Linked DNA regions of Mus musculus: regions 1, 2, 3, 4, 6 and 7 are each linked to region 5. A link is a contact called in public promoter capture Hi-C data. All regions are on one chromosome and are shown on one strand. Each heading gives the region's core, a stretch centred on a gene start, on an enhancer-like site or on the middle of the called end of the contact. The rest is flanking DNA. Distances are from core to core; before and after follow the strand shown. Region 1 holds the start of Atp6v0e (ATPase, H+ transporting, lysosomal V0 subunit E). Region 2 holds the start of Crebrf (CREB3 regulatory factor). Region 3 holds the start of E230001N04Rik (a long non-coding RNA gene). Region 4 holds the start of Tead3 (TEA domain family member 3). Region 5 holds the start of Hmga1 (high mobility group AT-hook 1). Region 6 holds the start of Bnip1 (BCL2/adenovirus E1B interacting protein 1). Region 7 holds the start of Ergic1 (endoplasmic reticulum-golgi intermediate compartment (ERGIC) 1).

What was found. Promoter capture Hi-C pulls out the DNA fragments that hold promoters and counts their contacts.
Region 1: a contact with region 5 is called in a promoter capture Hi-C map of pre-B cells, with 5 times the contacts expected there. The contact joins the promoter of Atp6v0e here to the promoter of Hmga1 in region 5. A contact is called at or near these places in 5 of 39 promoter capture datasets (the 3T3-L1 cell line, hippocampal neurons, liver and 1 more) and 3 of 115 datasets of contacts at active chromatin or transcription factors (astrocytes, bone marrow-derived macrophages and pancreatic cancer cells).
Region 2: a contact with region 5 is called in a promoter capture Hi-C map of pre-B cells, with 4 times the contacts expected there. The contact joins the promoter of Crebrf here to the promoter of Hmga1 in region 5. A contact is called at or near these places in 5 of 39 promoter capture datasets (embryonic stem cells, hippocampal neurons, liver and 1 more), 1 of 484 Hi-C or Micro-C datasets (embryonic stem cells), 4 of 115 datasets of contacts at active chromatin or transcription factors (large pre-B cells, memory CD8 T cells, pancreatic cancer cells and 1 more) and 1 of 9 other capture datasets (adipose tissue).
Region 3: a contact with region 5 is called in a promoter capture Hi-C map of pre-B cells, with 2.8 times the contacts expected there. The contact joins the promoter of E230001N04Rik here to the promoter of Hmga1 in region 5. A contact is called at or near these places in 1 of 39 promoter capture datasets (pre-B cells), 1 of 484 Hi-C or Micro-C datasets (Th1 cells) and 1 of 115 datasets of contacts at active chromatin or transcription factors (microglia).
Region 4: a promoter capture Hi-C map of embryonic stem cells shows a contact between it and region 5, with 3 times the contacts expected there. The contact joins the promoter of Tead3 here to the promoter of Hmga1 in region 5. A contact is called at or near these places in 1 of 39 promoter capture datasets (embryonic stem cells) and 1 of 484 Hi-C or Micro-C datasets (embryonic stem cells).
Region 6: a contact with region 5 is called in a promoter capture Hi-C map of liver, with 3 times the contacts expected there. The contact joins the promoter of Bnip1 here to the promoter of Hmga1 in region 5. A contact is called at or near these places in 5 of 39 promoter capture datasets (hippocampal neurons, liver, pre-B cells and 1 more) and 3 of 115 datasets of contacts at active chromatin or transcription factors (bone marrow-derived macrophages, memory CD8 T cells and pancreatic cancer cells).
Region 7: a promoter capture Hi-C map of pre-B cells shows a contact between it and region 5, with 2.9 times the contacts expected there. The contact joins the promoter of Ergic1 here to the promoter of Hmga1 in region 5. A contact is called at or near these places in 2 of 39 promoter capture datasets (liver and pre-B cells) and 1 of 115 datasets of contacts at active chromatin or transcription factors (pancreatic cancer cells).

The regions. Positions count from the first base shown.
Region 1 is chr17:26,674,578-26,677,766 of GRCm38.p6, reverse strand. It overlaps Atp6v0e (ATPase, H+ transporting, lysosomal V0 subunit E), which reads right to left and starts at 1,371. Exons shown (of 4, transcript NM_025272.2): 1 at 1,189-1,371. The coding sequence starts at 1,292.
Region 2 is chr17:26,713,949-26,717,244 of GRCm38.p6, reverse strand. Crebrf (CREB3 regulatory factor) reads right to left here and starts at 1,595. Exons shown (of 9, transcript NM_029870.2): 1 at 1,471-1,595.
Region 3 is chr17:28,521,360-28,524,831 of GRCm38.p6, reverse strand. E230001N04Rik (a long non-coding RNA gene) reads right to left here and starts at 2,176. Exons shown (of 2, transcript XR_385504.4): 1 at 1,466-2,176; 2 at 1-413.
Region 4 is chr17:28,349,110-28,352,241 of GRCm38.p6, reverse strand. Tead3 (TEA domain family member 3) reads left to right here and starts at 1,437. Exons shown (of 13, transcript NM_011566.4): 1 at 1,437-1,633. It overlaps Tulp1 (tubby like protein 1), which reads left to right. Exons shown (of 15, transcript NM_021478.2): 15 at 240-727. The coding sequence ends at 373.
Region 5 is chr17:27,555,264-27,558,335 of GRCm38.p6, reverse strand. It overlaps Hmga1 (high mobility group AT-hook 1), which reads right to left and starts at 1,762. Exons shown (of 5, transcript NM_001025427.3): 1 at 1,625-1,762.
Region 6 is chr17:26,779,049-26,782,430 of GRCm38.p6, reverse strand. Bnip1 (BCL2/adenovirus E1B interacting protein 1) reads right to left here and starts at 1,352. Exons shown (of 6, transcript NM_172149.5): 1 at 1,255-1,352. The coding sequence starts at 1,338.
Region 7 is chr17:26,559,460-26,562,949 of GRCm38.p6, reverse strand. It overlaps Ergic1 (endoplasmic reticulum-golgi intermediate compartment (ERGIC) 1), which reads right to left and starts at 1,438. Exons shown (of 10, transcript NM_026170.3): 1 at 1,318-1,438. The coding sequence starts at 1,337. 1700049J03Rik (a long non-coding RNA gene) reads left to right here. Exons shown (of 4, transcript XR_001782188.2): 1 at 1-860.

The DNA.
Region 1 (3,189 bases), core at 122-2,621, 880 kb after region 5:
AGGCTAATAGAAAAAACACTGTTAAAAGTCAGTGTATTCCAGACAGTAATAGAAGCCAATATCACAAAACAGTAAAACTTCAGCTGGGCGTGGTGGCGCACACCTTTAATCCCAGCACTTGGGAGGCAGAGGCAGGTGGATTTCTGAGTTTGAGCTAGCCTGGTCTACACAGTGAGTTCCAGGATGGCCAGGGCTACACAGAGAAACCTTATCTTGACCCCCCCCCCAAACAAACAAACAAACCCCCCAAAGCCCCCCCAAAACAAAGAAACCCACAGTAAAACTTTCTCTAATCAAAATGGCCCACTCAGTAAACATTGTCTACTCTACAAAGTGTTGTGGAGCTAAACACTATGTACCCACCATTCAGTGTCTAACCATTAAAGCAAGAGACGTTTCTGACACACTACTACTTAAGATCAAGTGTCACCTCCACATGATCTTGAGTGAGAGGGAAAAAATTACTTAATTCAAAAGAGGAACTAGAAAGAGGGTGCCCTAGGCTCCTCTGAAAAGGTTTGTTTTTACACTGCAATACAGAAGTTTATCTCCAAACAGAGAAAACGGTATTCTGCAAACCTTAGATGGGGGAATGAAAATCTTGGCCAACCACTGTAAATACTGTTTACAAGTAAGGGCAGGAGCGCCCTGGAAGGTATGACGCAGAGGTTTCTACACAATGCCTTCAGCTCTGGGTGATTTAACCTCGTTTAGATCAGGCTCACCCTGGCTTGGGTTGGGCCCACTAGCTGCAAAGGCTGAACTTAACGCTCTGCATCAAGCTTGTCTGAGTCCGAAACTGCGACAGCAAGGGGGCGAGAGGGAGATTTCTGTTCTCAGATCCCTTTCTTTGAGGTTTAGGCAAAAAGCCTCCCGTGCATCAAAGACAGAACCAAAGCAGCGACAGTGGCTTGGGAGGCGCCCTAATTTCTCTTCAGTCGAAGTGCACACTTTTAGTCCATCAAGACAAAAAGCACTCCCTAAAATTCACTTCCGGGAGGGGCCGCCAAAGGTGACCTCACCCTCCAGCCGGGGACGTTGACAGGCTCTGAGGAGCGCATGCGGTCCTCCCCTCTGTGGTCCACCCCGCCTCATCCTCCCGCCGTAGTCCTCCACGTACGATCCTTCTCTCCGTGATCCTCCCACCGGGGTCCTCCGCTCCCACCACCTTGGACCTGGCGCACTTACCCCCGGTTAGGACCCTTGGGGATAAACCAGGGCACGAGGAGGCCCACGAAGCCCCAGAACACGCTCATCACGATCAAAGGCACAGTAAGGCCGTGGTATGCCATGCCTGCGCCCCAGCAGCCGAATCGGTCCGGAGCCTCGCTCTCGTCCCACCCGGAAGTGTCAACAGAGGCTCACGTGATCGGCGCGCTAAAGCCCCGCCCTTTGCGCGCGGCGTGACTCGACCGTCGGACTCCGCCCCTTAGACTAGAGCCCCGCCCTTACCTGGCTAGTCTCAAGGCTGTGGTTCCATGGGGCTTGACTGAGATGAACCTCCAGCCACCGGGGAGGGGACCAGCAGAGTTTTCTGGAAAGAACTTAGGCCCATTTTGGTGATGTGTCATTTACAGTTTTATCTATATTTTACGCGCAGACATAAATAAGTAAAACCTACAATAGTGGACTACTGTTCTAGAGTCTTGTATGCTAGGCTCCTGCTTTGCATTCTTCCATAGCCCATGAACTACTCACAATCGCCATCTCTGCTGCAAGTGAAGAATCACAGTCGCATTGTAAGTAACTTCACGGTTGTAAGGCTCTTAATCGTTGGTGCTGCTGTGTGTCTTGTACAGAGTGCCAGGGTCTGAGTTACAGAAGTAAATCTGACAGCCATCTGAGAGAGGTCACATCTCCAGAGAAGATGGACAGCTGAGGATGACCAGGCCCTACTTTGCATTCCCGCCAGTTGTCACAACAGTTTCAATAAGAATAGGAATTATCGGGGCTGGTGAGATGGCTCAGCAGGTAAGAGCACCCGACTGCTCTTCCAAAGGTCCTTAGTTCAAATCCCAGCAACCACATGGTGGCTCACAACCATCTGTAACAAGATCTGATTCCCTCTTCTGGTGTGTCTGAAGACAGCTACAGTGTACTTACATATAATAAATAAATAAATCTTAAAAAAAAAAAGAATAGGAATTATCACCGGGCATCGTGGAACACGCCTTTAATCCCAGCACTCAGGAGGCAGAGGCAGGCAGATTTCTGAGTTCGAAGCCAGCCTGCTCTACAGAGTGAGTACCAGGACAGCCAGGGCTACACAGGGAAACCCTGTCTCGAAACAAACAAACAAACAAACAAGAATAGGAATTAGCCAGAAATATCATTGTGGCTCGCCAGAATTGTAGGCTCATTGCACCATGAACTTCCTGAGACACAGAGGAGGGGAGCAATTCTTGGAGGTTTTTTTTTCCCTTGGGGCCAGGGACTTGCTATGAGGAACACAACAGCTCCCAAATGCTGGGATTGCCAGTGAAGCACCATGCTGAGCTGAGGTTGGTTTTGCAGAAGCTTGCAGACAGAGCAAGATGAAAAGGGAGATCTGGCAGCTGAATCCAGTGTGCTGGCTGTGGATCCATTTCCCCGTAGTAGCCACCTCTCCTGATTTCTTCATCAAGTAGAATGGATTCCTGAATTAATTGGACCCTTCAGCAGCTGTACCATCTTTGCAAATGATTTTCAGACTTTAACTGAGCCAGCTGTAGTGGCCGCATACTTTTAATCCCAGAATTTAGAAGGTGAAGGCTGGCAGAACCATGCAGTTAGGAACAGGCCAAACTAGACTCAGAACTCAATTTGAAGTGGAGGTCCATCTATTGGTCATGTCTTGATAGTCACTCAGCTCACCATTAGTAATCTGAAATAATTTGTTTCTTTAAAATAGTCATGTAATTTATGTCAGGTGATGGTGGTACACACCTTTAAAAGCAACACTCAGAAGGCAGAGGCAGGTGAATCTCTGTGGATTCAAGGCTAGCCTGGTTTACAGAGAGATTTTTAGTCAACCAGGACTATACAGAGAAACCTTGTCTCCAAAACCAACCAACCAAACTAACTAACAAACAAAATTCATGGAATTTGGATGCCTATGTAGCAACTCACAAAGCACATTTATATTGGAATATGTTGGTACAAACCAATTCCTAGGAGAGAGTATAATTTGAATTTACTGGTAAGAGGTAC
Region 2 (3,296 bases), core at 346-2,845, 840 kb after region 5:
ACAAAAAATTCCTATTTCTGCTTTTGAAAAAATAAGTCAGACCTTCATTCTTTTTCTCATTTGCTGATACTGGATAGACAAAAGTCTAAAGACTCATCAGACCTAAATACTTTTCTCAAGGCTGTTTTCTCATTAAGTATGTTAGCTTCCAATTTATGTGAGCAAGGGAGGCAAATTAAGACTTGAAACACAAGGGCCTGATCTTTGGAAGATATCCACGTTTTTTTTTTTGTTTTTGTTTTTGTTTTTTTTGGGGGGGGGGTGGATAGAAACGCCGCTCACTCAATTTTGTCTGCTTTTCCAGTCCCAATTTTCTCTTTGCAATACCCAGAAAAGCAGAAGTTCCTCTGAATGCCTGCCTCTACACGGGAGACCTGGTACAGAAACACACCCCTAACTACAGAAATACCTCCTTAAGGTAGTCTTAAGATTCAGGCCTGCTCAGAAGTAGCAAAACGGTTTGTTTTCTTGGGTTAAAGGTGGGCGATTAAAGGGTTTGGTGGCAGGATCTACCAAGCAGCGGAGAGCCGACCAAGAAGGAGACGCCAGAGACCAAGCTTCATCTAGACCCAGGAACCGCCCCCTGGGAGGCTAGACTGCCCTCGCTACTTCCCTGGCCGCCTCCACTCGGGAGCGGCTGAGCCGGGTCAGGCTCCTCCGGGCATCTTCCGGGTCCCTCCGGGACTCTAGCCCACACCCAGCCCGCCCGGCCCGCGCCCCGCTCGGCTCGGCTCCTCGCCCTTTGCCCCGTCTCCGCCCCGCTCAGTGACAACCCCCGTCCCCAGGCCCGTCCCCTCCCATCTAATATGGCCGCCCTGTCGGACCAACCCCCAGCACAGCCTAACTTACTGGGGGGGAGGGGGGGCGCGGCACCGCCTCCCTGCGCCCATTGGCGCCACGGACCCCGTCTGCCTCCTCCATTGGACAGCACCGGCCGCCACTCGACAGCGAGGGCTCCGCCTCCGGGCTTTTCAAGCTGCTTAGAGAGGACATATAAACAAATCCCGAGAGGGAGGCCCCAGTCCCGCAGCCTCCGGGGAGGGGCCGGGGGGAACAGCAGCCCCACGACGCCCCTGCCCAGAGTTCTCCCGGTCCGCTCCTCCGTCCGGAGCCTTCTGAACACTAGCTGTGCCGGTCTCCCTCACACGCCCCTCTCCTCTCCTCTCCTCCCTCCCGGCCCCTCCCACCCGCTCGCCGCTCTGACAGGCCGGCTGCCGGCAGTCGCGATCCCTGGTTCCCGGGAGCGCAAAGGGCACGGCCCTAACGGGGTCGCCCGCCGGCGCGCGCCCGCCCTTTATATAACCGTCGGCCGCGGGGGCAGCCCGATTCGGCTCGCATCGGCGACCCCGTTCCGCGCGCCCTCGGCCCGGCGGCCCCCGCCCCGCTCTCCCGGAGCCGGGCACCCGCGCCTCTCACCCGCGGTTCTCTGCCGCTGCATCCCGCCCGCCCGTGCGACCGCTCGGCATTCACCTGAGGCTGAAGGCGGTTCAGGCACTGGATCCGGCCGCGCTTACGCGGCCGCGGGCCGTCTCCATGCTGCCTCGGTTTGTTTTGTTTATGTCCTTCCTGACGGGTTCCCGGAAATCGCGTGACTCGCCCCCCTCACGTGGGCCGCGGCGAGGAGGAGGAGGGAGGCGGGGGCCCGCCGCCCCAGGCCAATCGCGAGGCGCCCTGAAGTCTGGCCAATCAGAGGCTCGGCCGGGCTAGCGCCCGTCACGTGACACCAGAGGGGCGGGTTGCTGGGGAAAACCAGGAAGAGAGGGCGGAGCGGGGGCTAGTAGGCTGCTGCTGAGCGTGGGCGTGGGCCGCTGGGGATAGCGAGCAGTAAGCTCGCGTTCGTGCGTGATGTTCTTTTCAGAGGCTTCCATATTCAGTCTGTAGCCTCAGAACTAAGATGAAGGCCAAGGAGTCCAAATGCCCACTTTACAGTTTAACTGAACCACGGGGGATTACAGGAATATTAATTAGTAGGGGGCTGCATCGACATTCTGTTTAGTAAATGACGTTCCTGTTCCCCGATTGAATTGGCCTTCAGTTGTTTGTTCATTCATCAACTCATATTTATTGAGTCTGGATCCCCAGACCCTGAGTCGGCTGCATACATCTTTGGGATAGGACCTGTATTCAGCTGTAGAAACTGCTACTAGATGCTTTATGGACAAGACTGTCTAACCTGTGATAATGTGATGATTTACGCCTCTTAATCCTGTTGATATTTTATCGGATGTGTAGTTTGTGGTAGGTTCATTATCCCAAATAGTTCTCCGAACAGACACATACGATAAGAGAACTATTTAAAAAAAATACAAAAACAAACCTCAGGAGAATTATTGTTCAAGGAAACAACCTACCTAATTATAGCAGCCTGTGTTTCCAGAAATCTCTTTAGACTCTGGACCCTCCTGTCTTAGTCTTCTGGGTGCAGGGTTACTGGTCTGCACCCGCACACACATATGGACACAGAAAAACATACTTTCTTAAGCATAGGAAAAGAAGACTAAAGGACAGAGAAACCTCATCAGATTCCCTTCAAATAACAGTTTTCCCTTGGGAGTACTCGGGGTTTCAAAGCAGGCGAGGATGTAGGAAGGGGGTATTGTGATTGACCCCTGTGATCTCAGCACTGGAGATAAGGAAGCAGGAAGATTGAAGTGTGTTCTTAGCTACACTGAATTGCATGCCCGGATAAGACCAAGTCTCAAAGTAACCTTCCGCTCCCCGCCAAATTAAGACTCCCCCTCCCCCATGCACAAAGACTCAGGCAAGTGGTAGATCAGTGGTTCTCAACCTTCCTAAAGTTCCTTATGTTGTGGTGACCCCAACCATAAAATTATTTTCATTGCTACTTCAAAACAATAATTCGGCTACTGTTATAAATCGTAATATAATGTGTTTTCTGATAGGCTTAGACTACCCCTGTGAAAGGGTCATTGGACCTCCAAAGGGGTCACAATCCACAGGTTGAGAACCATTGTGGTAGCGTCTCACTATCACCATCATGGTCTGGGATGAGAGGTGATGACATACACCTGTGACTTCAGCACTGGGGAGCCTGAGGCAGGTGTGTCTCTGTTCAGGGTGAGTGTGAACTACATTGTAATTTGCTCCCTGGTTCAAAAGCAAGCAACCATGGATTTGGGGATAAAAAGTCTGCCTAGATCATAATCCTGACAAAGGTGGGGTGGGACTAGCAATGTCTCTTGTCCTATGTTCTCCATGCCAAGCACATTAAATAGCCAGTCACTATGTTACAGGCTTAATAGTAACCTGGATTGGAATCCTTGCTTTACCACATG
Region 3 (3,472 bases), core at 927-3,426, 970 kb before region 5:
CATCAAGGGAAGCTCCTTTCTCTGTAATAACTCCAGCTGGTGTCAAGTTGTCACACAAACCCAGCAGGTACACCCTGTCAGCTTTTGAGAGCGGTGGCTTAGGCTGGCCTCACACTCTGCTTACAGAGTTGATGATGACCCTGAATTCCCAGCACCATGTCCACCATCTTCCTGAGTGCGTTGTGTCTGCTTTATTTGGCGCTGGAGACTGAACTCAGGGCTGGCCACATGCACTGAAGGGCCCTACCAACAAAGTCACAGCCCGCCCTAGCACCCACCCCGTGGTAGCTTTTCAACTTCTGGGGTTGGTATCATCCAGGGCTTCCTTGCAGGTCAGTTTAGCTGACATTGTCCACCGTGGAAAGGGACGTGGATGGAGATCCGCCGCGTGGAGCTGCCTGTGGAGGCTGAACCTGCGCATTAAGCAGCATGACACATACTGACCGGTCATGATGAGGATCCACGAGGTTCAAGCGCAGGAGGCAAGCCTAGACCTCTTCAATGCCTCCACTAGCGACAAACCAGGGTACATACCCTGAGCCCACTTCGCTGAGCTGCTGCCCCTAAGGCCCATCATCCACCCGTGGAACTCCAAAGCCACTTCCTCATTCTCCTCAACCAAGCGTGGGCCACGGGTGTTTCAGCGTCCTTAGGGCTCCAGGTGGTGTTGAGGGTCTGCTATACACCCGGCTGTGCTGCACTTCTGTAACCTCGCCCCCCATGCCCTGCCCGCACTCTCCGGAGGTAGAGGTATGGGTGGTCAGAAGTTCAAGGTCATCATTACATAGCAGTTTGGTGCTAAGCCTGTATTTTGAAAAGCTGACATTAATAGCGCCATTGTATCTGCTGGTGAGGCTCTTTTCTGATTGGATCAAGTAAAGAGCATTGCCTAGATAGCTAGCTCCCTCCACCCCCATATTTTTTTTTAACTTTTTTTTTCCCCAGTCTATGTAGTAGTCCAAGAGCTCGGCCTCAACTAGAGATCTTCTTGCGTCTGCCTCTTGAGTGCTGGGTTCAAAGCCACCATACCTGGCTTCCCCAAGCATGGGTGTCCAAGGCACATGTATGGAGGTCAGAGGGCAATTTATGTAAATCGGTGGCTCTCGCCTTTCACCTTGTGCGACCTGGGGATCGAACTGTGTCGGCAAGCGCCTATCATGACTTCCGAGAGGCCTCTCTCCCGAGCCTTATCAGCTAAGGGATTTGAGTCTTCGCTATTCCCAGTGAAAAGCCCCCTGCGGCCCGACCGATTCCGGTTCTAATCCCAGGAGTGTGAGGGCTTCGAATTCCACAACCAGCTTTTCTGTGTTAGTCCTGAAAGTACTGGCAGCAGGACTGGCTCAGAGAAGGTGCCGATCCTAGCGCTGCGCAGGGGACAGCTCGCCATCAGTGTGCAGCGGAAAAAGCTTGGGGGGTGAGGGGGGCGCCCGTTCCTCACAGCGGATCCCATACTCCCCGCGCTTACCCCTGCCGGGGAACTCGAGCTGAGGGGCCCCTCTGGCAAGCTCATGACCCGCGAAGGCGTGGGGACCAGAAGAAGCAGTACGAAGCGCGGGAGCGGGCAGCGCCCGGGAGGAGGAGCGCGGGGCGGAGCGCATCGCCCAGCTTCCCCCGCGCCCCCGCCTCTCGCATCCGGCGGCGGCACAGGATGTTCTTTCGCTCGGGTCCCCCGCCCCCGCTCTCACTTTCTTCCCCGCTCCCCTCCTCCACACGCGCCGTGAGCCGCGCCCCGAGCCAGCACCTTGCTTAACCCCTTCCCGCCCGCGCCTAGGGCGCGCAGCGAGTCTGGGGTGCCCGGGTAGGCGCAGGACTGCGCCCACCAGGACAACGTCGAGGGTGGAGAGTATGGTGGTCTTCCGAGGACCCAAGCCTGCAGTCTCCAGAAGCCCCCTAAATCGCCAGGGGCGGTTCCCGGGGACCCAGGCCCGCACTCTCGCGATCTTACGCTAAATTGCCAAGGGCAAGCGCAAGGTGGGCTCTCTCGTGGGCGCAGACCGGTGTGCTTAGCTATCTCCGGCCTAAGGAACGGGGGAGTACCCAGCAACCTTAACCTCATCTTCCCCTCCAGGTTGTGCTAAGGCGCGGCTCACAACGTTTGAGAGGATGGAGAGAGGCCACACCCCCTCGATTAACGTCACTGTTTCCAAGGCAATCGGAGGCGGGGCTGTAGACAAGCGGACTTTGGGGACTATGGCTTAATAGGGCTCCAGGACAGGGTGCGGCTGGGCTGGGGGCTCGGCGGGGTGGGACGTTTCTGTCTTTGCTTTTTTATTGACTCGCTTGATTTTTGATTCAACAGATATTTATGCTTGGCGCCATTCTTAGGGACTGTTTTTCTCTCACCAAGTCTGCGGTTCACAGGTTGTCACTAAGCCGGGTGGAGTGGCCATGCACCCAGGATATGATCCTGGGATAGATGTAATGCCTTTTTATTAAATTTACTGTAGGGGGCTGGGGCTCATGTGCTATAACGTGCATCTGGAGATATGAGGGCAGGCAATTTGTGGGAGTTGGTTCTCGTCTTCTACCTTGTGAGACCCCAACTCATGTCAGGCTTGGCGGCACCTTTATCCACTGCGCTATGTAATTATTCAGTGTCTCCTTTCTCTTGTCAAGTACCCCAGAGCGAGCACTAATCAGTGAAGACTTGGTTCTCTAATTCATGGAAGGTCTCAGCTATTCAGGGAAGGAGGACAAAGTGTTCCATGCTCACCACGTACCAACTCCTTCCCAGCATTTTAGGTCTTGTGATCTTTGCCCTGTTGTATTTCTGGTGCCTTTTACAGCCTAGGAACTGAGTCTGAGCTCTCAGAGGACCCTAAGCCCGATAGCTAAGTGTTGGAACCAGGACCCTAAGCCAGATAGCTAAGTGTTGGAACCAGGTTGGGACCCAAGCCTGTGGGTATGAAGCCTGGCTTCATTTTTAGACTATAATTAAATGGTATCAAAGAACAATCCTGCCCCTAACCCAGTCATGAAGGAGTTTACAGCCTACAGGGAAACGGGGGTGGGGGGTGGGGGTGGGGTGAGGATACCACAGAACATAATTAAGCAATAAAACCTAGAACAGGTTGGAGGCTGTTTAAAAGGATCAAAATAGAGTTGAGATTGTCAGAGCCTCTCCCGTGGAAGGTGCATTCCCAGGTAGGTCAGGAGGTGGGAGGTGACTGTAGGATCACAGTACCTGTGTGTGTGTGTGTGTGTGTGTGTGAGAGAGAGAGAGAGACAGAGACAGAGACAGAGACAGAGACTGTTCCTGCAAAGAACACCTAACTAGTGGCTCAGCCATACAAAGGCTTTTTTTTTTTTTTTTTTTTTTTTTTGACAAGATCTCTAGCCCAGGCTGATCTCAAATTTTCTATTTAGCCAAGAATAGCCTTAAACATCTGATCTTCCTGCCTCTATCTCCGGAATGCTGGGATAACAGGTGTGTACCTCACATCCCCACCCCACCTCATGGATGGAGGGAGCT
Region 4 (3,132 bases), core at 188-2,687, 790 kb before region 5:
AGGCAGGGCCCCTGCCCTGCGGACTCCGTGTGACAGACCCCGCAGGGCCCCTGCCCTGCGGACTCCGTGTGACAGACCCTGTAGCGGCTGGGTTGGGCTGATTGGATGACCCAGAACGGGGAAGGTGGCCTGAAGCTGCATGGGGGCTATGACTCCACATCAAGGAGCAAGACCTCGTTTTGTTGAGGGGTTGCCTGTCGAGATGGGGTCCAAGGTCACCCCACGGTCTGTCTTCACAGCTGACTATATAGTGCTGCAGTTCGGCCGCGTGGCTGAGGACGCCTTCACCCTAGACTACCGGTACCCGCTGTGTGCTCTGCAGGCCTTCGCCATCGCCCTCTCCAGCTTCGACGGGAAGCTGGCCTGCGAGTGACCCCCCACAGCTCCTCAGCGCTGGGAAAGCATTCGGTTGGGGGTGGCAAGGTCCCTCCCCCACAGCTCCCATGGAAGGGCTCACCCCTCTCCGTGACCTCCGGGCATTTCCCCCCTCCACTCCCCCAGCCTGGCACCGGCTGAGGCAGAGGGGATGGAGATGAACATCTGGTCGCCCAAAAGTACTTGCCTCGCCCCCTCCTCCCCAGTCACTTCCTGTCAGAGAGCCGGAGTCAGATGTTCGAGGCCCCTCCGACCCCGCGCTGGGGGGTTTGTAGGGGGTGGGGAGGGGACGATGGTGAAGCAGAGCCAGGGACCCACATCCCCAATAAAGTCACGTCCGAGGCTGAACGCATCGGTAGTTTCTGGATTCATGTGTGTAAACTCAGGTGCCTGCGTTGGCCCCGCGCTCCCGCGTCCCCTTCTGTTCTATGGAACCTCGTCAAGCGCACAGGGTCCGGGCCCCCGACTCTCCGCCAGTAGGGAGGAGAGGGAGGGCCCTAGAGGTAGAGGAAGAGGGAGAAAGGGAGAAATTCGAGAAACAAGCCACTCGGGGAGAACCAGACAAACCGGGTCCGGGCAGGGCGGAGCCAAGTCTGAGGCCCCGGAGTGGGGGGCGGGCTCTGGGCGGGAGGGGAGCTGCAGAGGCCTGGGCTGCCCGGGACCCGAGTAGAAGGGTGGGGAGCCCGAGACCCCGTGCGCGCTCGGGTCATTTGGATGCGGAGGACGCGGCTCCCCAGGACCCTAAACACCTCCAAGGAGTTCAGCCTAGGGGGCAGAGCTCTCCTCTTGGCTCCGCCCCAGACCTGATCCCTCTAGATTCAGCGGAGTACCCACAAGGGGGTTGTGTAGGGGAGGTGGGAACTCTGAGACGACGAGCGAGGAATGGGGTGCGCGGGAGTGTGAATCCACAGCTACGGGCGTTCTTGGGACTGGGTGGTTAGAGAGACAGCAGGCCCCGGCCCGCCTTAGATCACTCCCCCCAAATAGCACCGCCCACCCGTGGGCCCGCCCGCCGTTGGCCCCGCCTACCGGTCCCGCCCCTCCCGCCCGCAGCCCCCACCCCCCGCCCGGCTCCCTCAACACAAACTTTCCGTCCCGCTCGCTCCCTCCTCCGCGCCCAGCACCTCCCGCTCCGGCCGGGCTCATTCCGTACATTCCGGCCATCCCCCTGCCCACGACCCCCCTTCCCGGCCCCCCTCACTACTCCCTCGGGCCCGGCGGAGCGGCCCGGCGGAGCGCCCCCCGGAGCTCGGAGCAGGTAAGCCCGGGGAATGCAACTCGGAGGCCTCGCGCGCAGAGGTGACTGCTCTGCTCGGGTGGCTTCTGGATGGCGGGGACCCGGGACACTCTAGGGGTTCTGAGCTATTGTCCAGCCCGCGCCGGAGCCCAGGACCTGGGTGCCGGGAACTTTGGAGGGAAGGGGGGAGACGCTCTCCGGGAAGCCCCGCCCACCCACCCCACCCCCCCGCGACCCGGAGGCTGGGAAGCCCGGAGTGTCCCGGGTGCCCGGGCCTGGCCCCGCCGTGTGCCGGGGTGTGCGCCCAGAGCCGCGGGCTTGGAAGGCCTGCGCCGGGACTCGTATCCGGGGCGCCCTTTGGACTCCCGAGAGCCCGCGAGCCCCGGGCTCCACGCAGGCCTTAGCCAGGGCGCGCCGGTGTGCGCGCTGCTCGCGGCTGCGCTGGGACCCGGCCCGGGTGTCTGGAAGCCACAGTGTGAGCCCGGAGCGTGTGCGCACCCAAAGGCGTGGGGGGACGCCTGTCCCCTACAGTTCTGCCGCCCGCCTCGGGGCGAGTCCCAGCTCCTTGCTCCAGGAGCCTCGCTCGGGACGCGGCTGGATTTGGGGCCTTCCCCGCACTTCTCCGGAGAACTTGTTAAGGCAATTGTGGGCGACAGGGCTTCCCTTCCCACTCGGGTCCTCTCCATTGTCTGTCACGTCTTTATTCCTGCCTGGGAAGGGAGGCTGGAGCGCTGATGTGGGTCTGTTTTCTAGCCCCAGCAGGCCTTCGGGGCAGTGTCACTTTAGCCCCTACTCTACCCGCCCCCCCCCCCCCCCCCAACAGGGGCCCTGATTGAGGGCTTAGTTTTTTAAAGAGCAAGAGGGAACGAACGAAGCCTAGGGCCGGGCTTCTCAGGGCCTGTGTCCCTCTCTCTGTATCTCGAGCTCTCTCCAGGTAGGGGCAGAACCAAGTCAGGCCTGGACTTGTAGCCTAGCCCGGAGGATGGCGGTGGGGGCTGGACACAGCTTTGAGGGACTGGTGTCCATGGTGGCTCCGTGTATTTGAACTCTCGTAGCCTGGATCTGTACACACAGGGTTTTGCCTCAGTGCTGGGGTCTGGGACACCCCTACACTCACAACCAGCTGCGGGCTGCTGCCAGGAGGGAAAGCAGCTATTAGTTGAAGGTGTAAGGACTATGCCTCTGCCCTTCCTAGTCCCCAGACCTCCTTCTCCTGACACTTGTTAAAGCAGTTGAGGGCATCCGGTCTTCCCTTCCCACTCTGGTCTTCCCCGTTGTCTGACAAGCCTTTTCTTCCTTCATGGGAAGGGTGAGGGTCTGTCTACTTATCCCTTGGGCCAAGAGTGGACAGGAGACTGAATTACCCCCCTCCTCAGGGAGGGGCTGGAAGCCAGGCCTTCCCCACCTCCAGGGAGGGAACTGTAATTAATGCTAATTAGCACTTTGGGGAACAGAATGGCCAGTGGTTGGCAGGAAATCTTTTGAGTGCACACACACACACACACACACAGGTGTGTGTC
Region 5 (3,072 bases), core at 513-3,012:
GCGAGGCCAAGGAAAACCTCACCTCTTCCACCTGTTTCTGAGCATCAGGGAGGTCTGGCATGGCCAAGTCACATTTAGGAGTCCAAGCCCCATGTGTCTCTCTTGGGCCTCCAGCCTGTCTCTCACACGGGTGCACACGCTGTGGCTCCTCAACGTTTCAGTAACTATGCAAGAACTACCAGAGGAGTAACATCCCGGCAGGCCTATTGTTAAGGGTCTTAAAGGGTCCCCCTTTAAATATAGAGAGAAGACCCCTCAATAGCCCAAGGTCACACAGCAACTTGGTAAAATGGAGGTTCTTGCGGAATGCTTACAGACCGCCACTTTGTTTACTGAGAAGCAGGTTAAGACCCAGGCGCCCTCTACTCCAGAATGAGGATGCCTTCGCTGGCGTCCCAGCCTGGTGGTTGTAGGCCGGCGCTTCTAGGAGCTAGGACGAGGGGGAGGGGCGCAGAGCCCTTTAGGCGCGGGAAACGGCGCACCCCGACCACATGCACCGCCACGCGGGTGCGCCCGGCCCCACTTCCTGCCAGAGGGGGCACCCAAGCCCGCCTTGGGGGCAGGAAACCTGGTGCGAGTCGCAGGAAGAAAAAAACCCCTTCCTCTCTCCATGAAAACCAAAGCGGGGGGGGGGGCAGAAACGGGGAGTCGAAGGGACTAGTTCTAACAGAACCCAGCAAAGCAGAGGAACCAGTTTGTGGGGGCGGAGGGCAGGCCTGGCCCTGGAGGTTGAAGAGGCGCGGGGCAGGGCCAAAGGTGTGTGTGGGGGTGGGGGGTGAAACCCCGAAACCCAGGCCCTCGCGATCCGGCCTCGTCCACGCACAGTACTACTCTGGGAAAGGCGGAGGAGAGGCCAGAGAGGAATCTCGGGTCGCCGGGCCCCTCCCCCGCACTTCTAGAACTTCCCTGGCTGAGGGGGGCGCGCGCCCACCTCCCGCCGCTGCGCAGCGCGCGCCCCTCCCTGAGGCCGGGCTCGCCGAGCGCGAGGTGCACGGGCGCCGCTGGGTGCACAAGCGGCGCTCGTCGCAGTCGCGCGCCCCCTCCCCCTCCGCGCGCCGTTCCCCGGGGTCTCCGCACCCCACGGTCGCAACCCGGGCACCCTCAACCTGGGGACCGGAGGACGCGGCGCCCCGCGGACACCCACCCCGGCCCCGCCGCCTGCGAGCACAGTGCGGCCTCCCCTTTCCCGCGGCCCGCGCAAGCCCGGGGCCTGGGAATAAAGCGGGCAGCGCGCGCCGCAGGCCCCCCGGGCGCGCCGCGGACACTCACCGCGAGCTCCGCAGGCCGCCGGCGGGGCGCGCTCGGGGCTGCCGGGTGCGGCGTGGCTGGGCTCAGGGCACCGGCCTGGGCTCTGCCGCCACCGCCGCCGGTCGCAAATGCGGATCTGAAACCGGGAGAGGGCAGAGGCGCTGAGACCGCTGCGTGCGCGCCGCCCGGGCCCCCGCCGGGGATGTGTGTCACATCCGAGCTGGGGCGAGGGAACACTGACGGATCCCGCTCCCCTGGAGGATGGCGAGGGGCAGGAAGCTGGGCACGGCCCGTGCGCGGCCTCAATAAATAATAATGTGATTAGATTCTAGACCTACAGGAAAAAAAGAAGCCACCCGAGCGGCGGCGAACTCACGCCTTCTTGGAGCCGCGCCAACACCAGAAATAGCCCCGACTCGGAGTCCCAATTAGAGGAGCGCAGCCCCGGCTCAGGGGAGCTTAAAAAGAGCGACCCAGGGGCAGGGGGGACGGGCCCGCCCGCGCCAGCCGTGTCACCGGGGGGCGGGGCCATGCAAATGAGCCCGGGGATTTAAAAGGGCGGCCGCCCGCCAGCTGCCGCCGCCGCGCGCGGGTAGCTCGCCACTGTGCGCGCGGTTTCCGCGGGCACGCGCGCCGACGGCCCTCGTTTCTCACAGTTCCCGAGCAGCCTGGCGTTGGAGGAACCGGTGACGGCGGCCCTGCTGTTTAAGTGGGGACCCGGGGACACACCTACAGGAGCCCCCCCGTGGACTCCGGCCTCGCGGGGAGGCGCGCGCTGACGCCTGTGCCCTCGGACGTCCACGCGTACCCTAAGGAGCTTCTCGCGGCCCGGACGCCGCCCCCCCCCCCCAGCCCATGTCGAGGGCCTCTCCTTAATTCCCCTCTGCCACCAAGCAGGTGACGGCGTGTGCGTCTCCGGAGGCCTCCAGGCGCGTAAAAAACAAAGTCTTGTGAAACCCAAACGTGAAACTTGGCCAACGCCAACGGTTTAAATCTAGTAACGGCCGCCACCCAGGTGCAGGCTTCAAAGGAGCCGAGCGATTGGCCGCCTCGCCGGGACATCGCGGGGAGGAGCCACGGGTGGCCAGCTGCTTGGTGTTGAGGAAGCACGAGGTCCCTCTGGTGTGATTCCCCGCCCCCGTGACTTACGACTTAAGACAAGGGGCGCCTGGAAGCCCCTTGAGGGCAGGGGTTCGAGTTTCCCGCCTCTGGGCGCCTGGGTCAACAAAAGACTTGTTGCTGGGCCGGAGGAAGCCTAAGTGGGAAGATGGCGGGCGGTGGGGCGCGCCCTGCAGGCCGGGCGCGGGCCCTTGGACGCACCTCCCCACCTCGGTTCCCCGAGTCGGCCTTTCCACACCTCTCGTGATGCAGGGAATCGTAATTCGGGCCCAGTGACACACGACTGTGACTCATAACTCTGTTCCCCTTCCTCCGCGGTCAGCCCTCTCCTCGGGGGGCGCGCGGGCGGTGGAAGGGTACGCGGGGGCCCAGCGTGCGCCCGGCTGGAGGCGGGGTGGGAGCCTTGGGGAGGCGGGCCTCCCAGTTTCAGGAATGCCTCAGGAATGTTTCCGGTGGGGGGTGGGGAGCGCGGCGGGCCCGGCTACCCCCCACCCCCCACCCCCGGGCCGTAGGATGGCGCCCTGGGCGCAGGGCAGCACGTGCTCGGTGGGGGTGGGGCGCAGCGGTCAGGCGCGGGAGGCCACGGCAGGCCGCGGGTCCCGGACCAAGGTCCAGGTGACCCTCAGTTCCAGGGGTGCCCCTGGAGAAGGAGGAAGTCATGGAGGGGCGTTCCCAACGGGTGGAGGGGAGCCTAGGGCGCCGGGG
Region 6 (3,382 bases), core at 103-2,602, 780 kb after region 5:
ATATGAAAACCCAACTTTTCAAATTTTGGATATAAGGGTTTTTTTGTTTTGTTTTTTTGAAGACTCTATGTAGTACAGGCTGGCCTCAAATGCATGATGGTCCTGCTTATGCCTCCCAAGTGCTAGAGCCACTACCCTAGCAACTCTGTGTTATGTATGTATATGTATTTACATGTGCATTCTGAGGACTGAAACTAGAGCCTTGCACATGGCTAAACTTTAACTCTACTCTGAGCTAAATTTACCCCCAGCCTCTGGTAATCTCACTTGTATAAATCTTGTTTATTTTTCTAGAATTGGCCCATTTTTTTTGTTTGCACATCTCAGGAGTAAAGTTTGCGGCGTTTCTTTACCTGTTCTCTAGCTTACTCACAAAATCAACACTTCCTCACAGCACAGGATAAACTGCTAATGTGGCAGAGTGTACATCTGGCTTACCAGAGAGCACTACTCTCCATGCTCCTTTTTATAGGGGCTAGTAAAGCCAAGCTTACCCCAACAGCTAGGCACAGCCCATTTATGCAGCACTGGGGATGGCGAACCCAGTGCTGGGCAAAGTCCTCACCAGCGGAGTCACACCCCTACCCTTTCCTTATTTGCTGTCACAGCTTGTATTCTGAGCCGGTTGGGTTCTTTTTGCCAAACTCTGGAGCCATTTCTACATTCCCTGTTCTTGCTTGTGTTCCTGCACTACTGTCTCCTACTTAAGACCTGCTTCCAGATAAGCGCCTCATTTTCCAGTCTGTTTCCGGGTAGGGAAGCTCTAAAATGATTTTCCTAGGCTGGCTTTCCCCATCCAGGTCCTAATACTGGCACTGCCTGCCTTCTGACCCAGGATCTTGCACAATATTTGAATTCTTTGTTCAAAAAATTACAACCACGTCCCAGGTTAACTTAGTTAGCTTCGGGCAGGGACTGTCGGGCCAGGTGGCTTTGGGTGCCTCAGGGTCCCTAACTTAGGGAAGTGGGCGTGGGAGGCGAGCAGGGCGAGGGGTGGGGCGGGGCTACAGCCGAGAATGCGGGTGGGCGGGCTAGCCCAGCACGGCTGCAGTCCAAGGAAAGGGAGCGGCGTGTTAGGGTAACTCAGGGGTGGGCAAACCAACAGTTCACAAAAGAAAAGCCTGAAGGTCAGTGATCTCGGGGAACCGACCGAATGGTGCCTTAGGAGCCATCCTGGAACCGGACCAGGCGCGAATATTCTGGAAGATGTCAAGGCGGCCATCGAGAGCCGGACAGGAGCCTAAGAATTTGTACCTGGATAAGCGCCTTCACCTCTAGGTCGAATTTGACAATCTCTTGGTTACAGATCCGGACGTGGACATCCTGGGGAGCCGCCATGTTGGAAATGCGGCTACGGCGAGCGGCAGCAGCCAAGCTTGAACGCGTTCACGTGGCTCCTGCCCGCCTTTCCGTACTTCTTCAAATGTGATGCTGCGGGAGACCCCGTGTGGATCAAACCAGGTCAAGAGTCCAGACCTGAAACTTTTCTTGTCACGTAGAACACGCACAGCTTCTCTGGTCTGCTCCTACTAAACGGAAAAGTGGAATGTGATTATGAAGAACCATTAGAGTTGGGGTGGGGGGGAGGGGAAAATACAACTCAGGTGATGATAGGCTGGCATGCCACATGGCCTTCAGGTTTGTTCCCAGTACTAGAGATACAACAACAACCCGCTATTCTAGTGACCTTTTGGATGGAAAAAAAAAAAGGATCAATTCGGATGTCACCAAAGTTACATTTTTTTTCTTTAAAATTTAAAGCAAAATGTATACAGTAGGTATGCATTATGGAGGAAGACACAAAACTTGTAAAGGTGCAGACTTAAATACAGGTCACTGGGGCACCTCCATTAGTACAACCATGATCCTGCATTGTTGTCCTTACACATTTCTATGGCTCTGGTCCTGCCCTTTGTGTAGAATTGGATTCCAAGTATCTCATAGGAGTAGTTCTGACTGTGTGGTGTGATAGAAACAATGTCAGTGCAAACCTCAAAGAAGGGTAGTGTTTTTTAAAATTATTATTTCTTAAGCCCTCAACACCACTGGACACTTTTCCCCCACCCTCCGGGATTCTCCAGGCTCTGTCGTCTTGGATATGGGTTCCCTCTTTTTAAAATGTTTTTCTCAAACTGCACACACAGCCCCCAGTCTCCACGCCTACCTGTCCCAAAGCACCCTGTACCACCCACTTCCTAAAAGGTGCTCAGTAGCTGGCTGCAAGTATCAAAGGCCTGGATTCCAGGCTTGTAATCAGTTTCCTCAGTAGCATCACTCCTAAGTTAGGTCACCTAGAGGATGGAATGAGGTGTTGATAATGTAGCATTGAACTCAGTGCTCACTAGTTGCTATACATGTACTGTTAAGAAACACTCTGGGAGTTACTTCCCTACGTGCGGCCATTTTCTATGAAATGCTTCTGCCCAGCAGCTGCACTTGATTTGTTAGGCTATAGAAGTGGAAGGAAGAGGGGGTGGAGGACGATGACAGAACACACGGGACAGGTGAAAGGCCCTAAGTATTTTCTTTGCTTTTCTGAGGCAGGGTCTCACAGAGCCCAAGCTGGTTCCCAGCTACCTATGTAGCCAAGGATGACCTAGAACTGCTGGAATTACAGGCACTGATTAACACCGCAGCTACTAGACATGCATTTTAGCTCCACACAAGCTTTCCTATATCCTTTTTATCTGGGTGTGGTAGCATATGACTTTATCCCAGCACTCAAGGGGTAGAGGCAGGGAGATCCCCATGAGTTCCAAGCCAGCCAGGACTGTGGTGTGAAGCCTGTTTCGTCATACTGGTTATATCAGTTTACACTGCATGAGCAAAACTGTGGAAATGCCTATTTCCTTATAGCCCTACCAGCTTGGTGTGCTGACACTGGTGTTATCATTTTGTCTCTTTTTCAAAAAAACTCCTTTCTTTTGCATCTCTCATAATGAATGAGACTGAGATTAGTATTCACATGAGCTGCAGAATTTGTAGACTCTGACTTTGCTGATGGTGCTTTTTTGCCTTAAAGAGGATTTAAATTTCCATAATTTTGCATAGCATTGGGAGATCTTCATGACTCTGGACTTGGGTCTATGTTAAAAAGTCCTTCCTCTTCTACAAGGATCAGCGTGTCTGTCTACTGCTTATTCTTTAAAAACCCACTTGTATGCTTAGCCATTTTGAAATATATGTGGTTCACAGTGTGAGACGCAGAACCAGCTTCACACTTTCTAGGTTACTTAGTGGCTTCAACACTAAAGGGCCCCCCGTTTGTTTCACTTCGGTTCTGGATGCCACATTGACCATCCTGTTTTTCTGTGTATTCCAGACTACTTTCAAACTCTACTCTACTTGCCCGTCTACTCACGCTCTGAATGTTTCTATACAG
Region 7 (3,490 bases), core at 189-2,688, 1.0 Mb after region 5:
ACTGTGGTAATGGGTGTCCCTAAAACTGGCTCAAAGCCCTCTCGGTTCAAAGCTACCATGGTCTGTATGCTTTTGTCTAAGCCCAGGTATGGACCCCGGGGCTACCTCAAGCAAGCAGGAAGCTGGTTTGCCAGATAGTACCAGTGCCCAGAGTGAGCTAAAAACCACTTTGGCTGGTTAAGAGGTCTGAAACCAATGTCCTCTCTGGGCCCTGACCCCAGGTTGCCCATATGCCACCACATGATCCGAATCTTGGGCCGTTTTTAGATTGGTTGTCACTCTGTTCTGCCTCTATACACATCAGTAAGAGGGGGAGGATGAGGGGAAACTGTGACCAATGGAGGAATACCCGTTCTCTGGCTGTGGGGAGCGCTCACAGATCTCCTCAGTCACAGATGCCCTACTTCTGAGTTCCATGTGATGGAGACTGGGTCAGGGGTGCCTTACAATCCCTGTCTTTCAGGTGGTGACCTTATTTTTAGTACCAATTTGCAAGAGGTGAAACCAATATTTTGAGCATGCCCAGACACCTGCTGGGGTTAGCCAGCTGAGCGGTGAGGGGCTGCACCCTAAGCCTTTGCTTCTAACATTGAGAATCTACTAAGCAGCTGGGTAGAGAGGTACAGCCAGGCTTCTAATCCTTTTGCTCCAAAGTATCCCAACAGCCCAGAGCATCTCAGAGCGTCTTATGTCAAGGGAATGTCTGGTGGGGAGGCCCTTCCCATGCAGGCTTCCAGAAGGCCTGGCCCTATACAATGGTGTTCCAGGAGGCAAAGAACCTTCTGCAGAACCTCGAGATCCCAGCATCCTCCTCTTCCCGCACTGTCCCCATGGCTTGCGGGAACAGGCCTCCACATCTGGTAGGTAGAGGATTCTCAGGCTCTGAAGAACTAAGCTTCTCCAACTGCTGCCAGATTGAATGGGGCTGCAGCCCTCAGATCCCACCGGGCAAAGCCAGGCGCGCGGCCCCACCTGTCAGCCAGGACAGGGTCCACTAGGGAAGACTGGGGAGAAAGCCTGAGGATGCCTGAGCTCCTTTTATTTGGGATTTGGGAGGAGATTTGGTTCCCAGGTTGGGGGAGGGGAATGAAAGATGTCAGGGGCAAGCTGGGGACACCGCGCCGTGGAAAACAGAGTGCGAGGGCTTGCCAGGGCTGCACGAGGGGTGGGGGTAGGGCTCGAACCCCGAGGAAGGCCGCGGTCCCCTAGGGCCTGCCGAGGCGTGCACAGTGCACCAGGGTCGCATTTGCACGTAACGGGGGGTGGGGGGTGGTCGTCGCCGGCTGCAGAGGGCCTCGGGCCCGGGGCCTCACTCACCTCCTGAAGTCAAAGGGCATCGTGCCGCCGAGCCGGTGGGAGCGTTGCAGGCCAGGCGGGCCGCAGCGCCGCGTGGGTCCGAGCCCGCTGCCAACGCCTCCTCGGCCGCCCCGCCCCCGCCAGCCTGCCCGACACTCGCCACTCGCCTCCCGCCGCCGGGAAGTGACGCTCCACGCAGCCCATTGGGCGCCGCCACATCCACCGGCCGCCCCTTCCGCCGCCCCATTAAAGGGGCCCGAGGGCCCGCTGAATGGGAAGGCCCGAGAGTGGGATGCTACCCAAGCCCAGGTCTCCAAGACTCCCGCTTTGGTTCTTTTTGGCCTCTGATCTTTTTTCCTAGCGTAAGTGGGGCCTCAGGACAAATCGCTCTGCCTCAGGCAGTGGGTTTTGTGCTTGTAAAACAAAGCCATTGCGTTGTGAAGATCAGAGAAAAATGCTACAAATTGCGGGTCCATGCTTGGTGCTAGTTCTGGGTGAAGGTTAAAACTGGGGGATGGGCAACGCAGTCCTAGATTGAGAAAGTCCACCCACCTCCCACCCATCCCTTGCTTCTTAGGAAAAGCCATCTGGCTCCCGAGATCCACCACCACCCCTTTCTCTATCTGTATAACTGTTAATCCCACTTTTCAACTTTTCATAGGTATCAAAGGAGGTAGTTGGGGCCCTGCTTTAGTGAACAGCCTGGCATCTAGTGACAGCTTCTCCACCTGTTAGAGTTGGGCTTAGCTAGCCACTTCTATCATCTTTCTTCGGGATTGATGCCAACCAGTACTCGTTGAGCATCTACCAACCTGAAGTCAGGAACTTGCAGGGTTATCCAGAGGCTCTGAGTTTGCACGGTTAGAAATGGTAACATACCGCTGATTGCCCCTAGGAGCCTCCATTCTCAGAAACACAGAAGTACAGAGGAAAACCTCCCTCAACTTGCTGGGCTAGAGGAGGAGGCAGCTGAACTCTAAACTTTTTGTGATTGGCTGGTCTTAGTTGTCAATCTGACATACCTGGAAGAGATTGAAGAAATGGCTCCACTACATTAGCCTAAGGGCTTGTATGTGTGTAAAGTTTTCTTAGTTCCTAAGTAATGATGTAGGAAGGCCCAGCCCTCTATGGGTAGCAACATTCCTAGGATGGGATCCTGGGATCAGAAAGCTACTGCATATGAGCAGTGGAGCCCATTAGCAGCCTTCCATCCTCCACAGGTCTCTGCTTCAGTTTCTGCTTCATGGTTCTTTTTTTTTTTTTTTTTTTTTTTTTTTTTTTTTTTTTTTTTTTTTTGTTTGGTTTTTTTGAGACAGGGTTTCTCTGTATAGCTCTGGTTGTCCTGGAACTCACTTTGTAGACCAGGCTGGCCTCGAACTCAGAAATCCACCTCCCTCTGCTGGGATTAAAGGCGTGCGCCACCACGCCCGGCCCTGCTTCATGGTTCTTACCTTGAGTACCTACTTACCCAGACTTCACTCCCTGAAGGGCGTGTGGATGTATGAGCCAGATAAACCCTTTGCTCCCAGAGCTGCTTTGGTGGGAGTTTATCACAGCAGAGAAAAAGCAAACTAGGACACCCATGTAGGGGAAATCTGACTTCTGAACTTCCCTGGGTTCTGCTGCTGATGCCTTCTTCAAAGCTGCGATTTAAGACAACAACTTAAGGAGAAAAGTGGGGATCCAAGTTCAAAAGGCAGGATGGGCAGGGAGGCAGTGTCCTGACATAAAAAGCTCCTTGGTTTCCTGAAGGATAAGCGGGCAGCAAGATTCAGGGTCTGCAGTGATGGGCGATTCCACCAGGTTCTTCTCTTTCTGACAACCGGAATCCCCCTTCCATTCATTCATCCATTCATTCATTATTCATTCATTCATTCGTCATTCATTCATTCATTCATTCAACAAACACCCGCACCCCATGCTCTTATGTATGGGAAATGAGAAAGTTTTAGCCAGTCCTGGAGCCTGGGAGCAGCAGAAAGAAAAAGCATCCTGGGACCTTCTGGAACCACTGGGTACAGATAAACCCAAAACAGAAGTTGTATGGTGTGGGCAATTGATCTCATGTCTTCCCTTTTTAGAACATGATCCAGAGACTAGCTCTTGGACATCTTGGGGACTATTCTCATCTTTAGCCCAGATTCTCCTAAAGAATCTCAGATGTGCCCTTGAGCATGATCAAGGATAACAATGC